Regions from separate parts of the Mus musculus genome. Here region 1 is linked to region 2. A link is a contact called in public Hi-C data. All regions are on one chromosome and are shown on one strand. The core of a region is the stretch at or near the end of the contact, and the rest is flanking DNA. Distances in the headings are between cores, read along the strand shown. Region 1 holds the start of Pelo (pelota mRNA surveillance and ribosome rescue factor). Region 2 overlaps Itga1 (integrin alpha 1).

What was found. A called contact is a pair of places that touch in the nucleus more often than the background predicts.
Region 1: a Hi-C map of uterus shows a contact between it and region 2, with 2.8 times the contacts expected there. The contact joins the promoter of Pelo here to the enhancer-like site in region 2. A contact is called at or near these places in 3 of 39 promoter capture datasets (the C10 cell line, liver and macrophages), 17 of 484 Hi-C or Micro-C datasets (CD4 T cells, cerebral cortex, embryonic fibroblasts and 4 more), 4 of 115 datasets of contacts at active chromatin or transcription factors (bone marrow-derived macrophages, cardiomyocytes, effector CD8 T cells and 1 more) and 2 of 9 other capture datasets (adipose tissue and liver).

What each region holds. Positions count from the first base shown.
Region 1 is chr13:115,088,741-115,091,440 of GRCm38.p6, forward strand. Pelo (pelota mRNA surveillance and ribosome rescue factor) reads right to left here and starts at 1,418. Exons shown (of 2, transcript NM_134058.3): 1 at 454-1,418; 2 at 1-221. The coding sequence starts at 1,179. All of the region lies in intron 1 of Itga1 (integrin alpha 1), which reads right to left.
Region 2 is chr13:115,053,628-115,056,327 of GRCm38.p6, forward strand. All of the region lies in intron 1 of Itga1 (integrin alpha 1), which reads right to left. Among named protein-coding and RNA genes, the nearest start is that of Pelo, 35 kb to the right of the region's middle. Within about 2 kb of position 1,259, at least 16 of the 459 cell types and tissues checked have an H3K27ac peak or open chromatin away from gene starts, as enhancers often do. A contact at or near this core is called in liver and uterus, where this site is marked.

The sequences.
Region 1 (2,700 bases), core at 168-2,667, 35 kb after region 2:
TCGTCACTGATGAGCAAAGTGTCTATGGCCAAGGCTTCGTTGGCCCTCTCCACCTGCTTGAGTCCATAGAACGCTCGGTCGGGCTCGTGCTGTAACATTTTGTAGAAGTCATCCAAGGCTTTTACTTCGCCCGCTGCCTTTGTGTCTGAAAGGCGGCTCGCTACAGTAGGGTCGCAGAGGGCCTCTTTCAGGGAGTACTTGTGTCCAGAGGAGGCGTGCACCTAGAATCACAATTATAAAAGACAAAGAATCTCTGAAAGTATCCATTAATCAGCCCACGATGACATTTGACAAACACATGAATAAGGCCTAACCTGTTTAAGGACTTGGACAACTTTTTAAAGTGCTAGATACTGCAGGGTTCAGTTACAATCTCATTTATAGTCCCAGCCAAGCCTTCGGCTCCTCCCCATTCTAAAACATTAGGAAACTCTCTCTGGGTAAGATTTTTACCTGAAGGAATTTGGAGCGGTTTTCCAGGAGCACTTTATTGTCCGTCTTCACAGCTTGCTGAAACATGTAATCGCAGAACTGCTCTCGCACGAATCCAGGGCTGGCCACCAGAACGCACTTTACAACCTCGAAGTTTATGTGGCGCTGGATGGCCTGGACCACCTGTTCATAGAACCGCTCCAGGGCCCGGTCATGCTGGGAGCAGTTGCCTTTCCGTTTCCTGGGGATGTTCACCTCCACCTTGGCCCGGGTAAGGGTCATGCTGGGCGTGACTAAGCAGACGTGGGCCAGGCCCTCCTGCATGACCACAGCTGCCACATCAGCGCTCCACGCCGGGTCGCAAGCCTGCTCGATGCGTTCCAGAACCACACTGTCCCACTGTTTCTTGGCCAGGGTGAACTGGCGGTTGGGCTCCAGTTCGATGGTGTGGTAAGCCCCCATCTTGACATACTCATTCTCTTGGATATTGGTCCCCTTCACCCGCAGCTGGCAGGCCTGGGAGTCGAAGTCGATGGCCTCCACGCAAAGGGTGAGGGTGGTGCGGACACGGTTGCTCCCCACGCTGCCTGTGGAGGACTCGGTCTGGACCTTGCGGATGGTGGAGGCGCGCAGGCTGTCGCCCACCTGCACTAAATTGAAGGTGTGCCACATGTCCTCGGGCTCCTCGGGGACGAGGGTGACCTGGCCCGCATTGTCCTTCTCGATATCCTTCCTCACGAGCTTCATGACCTCAGCAGGGGCTCAGTTCAGAACAGGGGACGCTAGGGGGGGGGGGGGTGTCCCCAGGAGGGGGGGCCGGGGCAGGGAAGGGGCGGCGGGCTCAGGCCCGGAAGGAAACACTACCTCTAACTCTTGCAGCTCGGGACAGCACTTTTACCCCACGCTTTTTCTCAAGTCTCCGCGCGCTGGCCCACGCGCGGCGCGGCAAACCTCACGCTCAGCACGAGTCAACTCTCGGGACTTCCAGTCGCCGGCCCCGCGAAACCGGCTGACGCGGCGATCGCGCAGGCGCAGCCCGCCTCCCGGCGCAAGTCTGTTGTGGGTCCCTACCAGAGAGGCGGGGCCTGTCGGCGGCGCGCGCACGCAGGCGCAGTAAAAGGAAAGGCTCGCCCTAGATAAACGTCAAAGGAGGCGGTCAGCGCTCTGAAAAGCTAAGCTTTTCCCGGCACATCCCTGTGTGCGAGCACATGCCAAGTACGTGAATGCAAACATATGTATTTAAGCTGGATTTATCATTCTGCACCTTAGCGTGAAGCCAGCTTCAGAACTTATATAAAAGTGAAAAGCGCCCTCAAAAGTTCAGACTTGCCCCCCCCATCCCCGGCGAAGTTCAAACTCTGCCTGGCTTTGCTCGCTCTTTCCCTACCAGCACTCAGACCGACGAGCTTGTTGGCTCAGAGAGATCCAGAAGCGGTTTCTAAGAACTAGTCACGTACAGTCTGGGCTCAGCAACGTGTCCAGCTGTTTTCTGCGCCTGTTACCCTGTTTGCACGATCCAGTTAACCCAGATGTTAAAGGACAGAGCCCAGAGAGAGCAGTGGAATGCGTGGAATGTACCCCTGGTGGACCTCTATGTAGCTTGACCTGATTGATGTCCTGGGAATCCCAGAATCCAAAGTTGGCCGACTCAGCGCAGTAGTCTCTGAGGCGTTCAGTGTGGGAGCCGGACTGCAGTAGATTAGCGCTCGATCTTCCCTGCCACTGACTAGCCAAAAGTTGAGGATATGGGAAGTAAAGATAAGCTAATCTAATATGACCACCCCAAAAGAAGAGCCAAAGAGTTGGTTGTAAAGGAAAAGAAAAGAAAAAGAAAAACAAATAAACAAAAATCCATTCCGTTTCTCCCATCCCCTTTGGTACAGTGGCGATGGAAATACAGAGAAGTCTCTTTCTGAATGAAGACAGTGGGGGGAGCAGAGAAATCCTGACCACTTAGGCTCGCTCACTGCGTTTTGTGTAAGGATTTTAAAGCAGAGCCTTAATTGAGGAGAGGAGGTTAAAGGGAGGGTTAATCGTGTTAACTGATGTCAGCCATCTTTCTTAGAGGTTGGTGTGTGTTGCGGGGGTGGTGGTGGTTGTCCAAGACTCCAGTATAAATTTGCACCTTAACTTGCTTTGTATCCTCTCTCCCCCCACTCCGCACCCCCCTCCCATCTAATTTACCATCTTCTTATCACAGAGCCTCTAACTCACATTGCTTTGTTCCTCTAAAGCCTTTCACCGAACCAGGCACGGGTCTCACTAAAG
Region 2 (2,700 bases), core at 9-2,508:
ATCCATGGTGGCAAATAAAATGTATTCTAACACCATTACTTTCCTTTAATAACATCTCATGGATGTTGTTCCAACCTAGCAACAGGGGAACTCATAACTAACATTAGCTTCAATCTAAAGACTGAAATGATGACGTAGAACATGAGAGGTGATAATAAAGTTGTTAACAGTAAAGTGCTGACTTCCAGAATAAGCCCCTTTCTTCCTGCCTTGTCGCATACAACAACTTTACAATATCAAAGTGTTGTCTCTGAAATCTTAATTAATTTACCCTTCGTGCATTAAGTAATTGGATCTTAATTTTGAGGTACACGGATGCCATAAAAAACGGGGAAAATGGCTGGAATTGTAGTAAGATCTGGCCAAAACAAGGATAGGATAACGTCTTTGTAGTCAATCTGAAAGTTGAAAGGATTGTTTTTATAGCTTTCTGGTTATGAAAATGATCGAAAACCCTCTAATAGCAAAGGTATGGGAAATCAGTGAAGAAAACAGGACCATAATGGAGCCTGATCAGAGAGTCCAGAAAGAAAGGGTCTGAATATGACATCATCACTTCAAACACAGGAAGACCATACTTGCCATCAAAAATTATGTCTAATTCATGTTTCTTTTCAAACAAGCAAAATTTCTCCATATAATGATATCAAGAAAACTCCATTCCCAGTCCTTTCGTCAGAAATGATAGACTATGTCAGCAAGGTATCTCCTTGCATCAGCAAGAGCAGAAAAGCCAACTCCAACACCCTGATATTCTTGAGTTTTTCGGCTTCACCCTGGGAGGCTGTTTTGTGACTTCAGTTTGCTGCAGTAAGTGAATTGTTTTGTCTTTGCTTCTAGAGTCCATGACCTCTAGTTGTTAACAAATGGCATTTGATCTTCAAAGTGCTGTGTGTACATGTTGGGGGTGCTGTAGGGGGACAGGGGCAGGACACAAGGAAGCATAATGCTTAACACATAAGTGTTTTCTACGTAGTTTTTTTTTAAAGGACAGAATAAATAGAAAAGATTAATGATTTTGAACAGAAAGGTCATCTGACTACAAGAACTTGTTCCCTTTCAGAAGTGCTAGCGCTACCCAGAATACTCAATTTCACGAGGGTGTTCCCAAACATCGCTGTTTAAAAAAAAAAAAAAATCCCCCTTTAAAGTTTTCCTACGTAAGTCAGCTTTTCGGCAGTGTTTATTTCCCTTTGTAGTATCTGCAGACATCTGTTCATTGCCCGTATCCTCCCACCACAAATAATCGCTTGCTTCACCGGCTCCTTTCAGACTGTGTCTACTCCGGTCTTGGAAATTCTTACTCTCAGAACCCGACCCCCTTCCATGTCTACATCATGGGCTTTACAGGATAAAAAAGCTGCAGGACCTTAGGAGTCCCAGATCCCACTGTGGGAACACAACTCGTGTGTTTGTGCAAGCAACAGGAGCAAAGGGCTGGTGTCCAGCTGCCCGGACATTCTGAGAGTTGAACTCATTAGTTGGCTCAGTTGAGCACTGCTTATGGAAAGGCTCATTGCAATTCAAAACAAATTGGTGTGGCTGTGTATTGGGCAGAAATGTAATATGGCCAGTCCTTAGATATGGAAGAACCTGAATAAAAAAAGAGTTCTAACTTTGTTGGTGGAATTTGTGCAATAGATTTTATTAACATAACACCACTCTCTTCCCCACGCCTTTGTGTGTGAATGCATATGTGTGCACACATATGAAGATGTGTGTGCCGTTGCACACCTATGTGTACATCATAGCATACTGAATGGTTTCCTAATTCTCTGTCTAATTTCTCTGAGACAGCTTTTTCATTGATCCTGAAACTCAAAGCTTTCTGGAGAGGCTGATGACCCACAAATTGCATGGATCTGTTTGTGTCACCACTTGTCCCTTCTGTGCTGAGGTGACAGGCCCTTGCAGACAAAACTGGCTTTTTACCTGGGTGTTGGATCTTAACTCAACATCTCCTGGTCCCTAAAGGTTATTGTTGGTGGTGTGCGCAACAGGAACTTCTGAGAGTCAGAAAGGCAAAGTATGGTAAATAACTTCTCTGACTTATCCAGTAGCTTTAATTGGCAATTTAAAATTCCAGACATTAAGAGATTCCATTACTGATATTCCTAACCTATCAATTAGCATTTTTGATGTGAATGGTGTGGGGGTTGAGAGATTTCTTTTTGCTTTTAGTTTTAATAAACCCAATAGCAGTTTTAAACCTCCAAAAGAATTTGTGTATGATTTTCTATGCCTTCTTGACCCACGAAACTTCTTGTGTATATTAATACAAATTAGCTTAGGACTGGTCACTTACTTTGGGTTATATATCTCATTGAGAAAGAGTCCTATGTAAACTAATAAAATCTATTTCAAAGAACCTCTTTGTAAGGGGACTACAAAGTTTTGTTTAAGCTATTTCATGTAGGGAGTCTGTCAGTTGACAGAATGCATGTGGTATGTGGCTAAGATTTGTTCCAAAACCTAGGTTGGGGTGTTATTCTGTCCCCTGTTGTGCAAATAGCACATGAAGGTTCAAAAGTACCTTTCCCTTTCTCCAATTTCAAGATTAAAGCTAAAACTGAACAAAACTATACTTGGTCCTAACAAGAAAATAAAGTATAGAAGGATGGAAGAGAAGAATGAGGGGGTTTTAAGATACATAGTATCTTAAAGCATTTATTTAGATTGTTAAAATGTGAGTATTAAAGC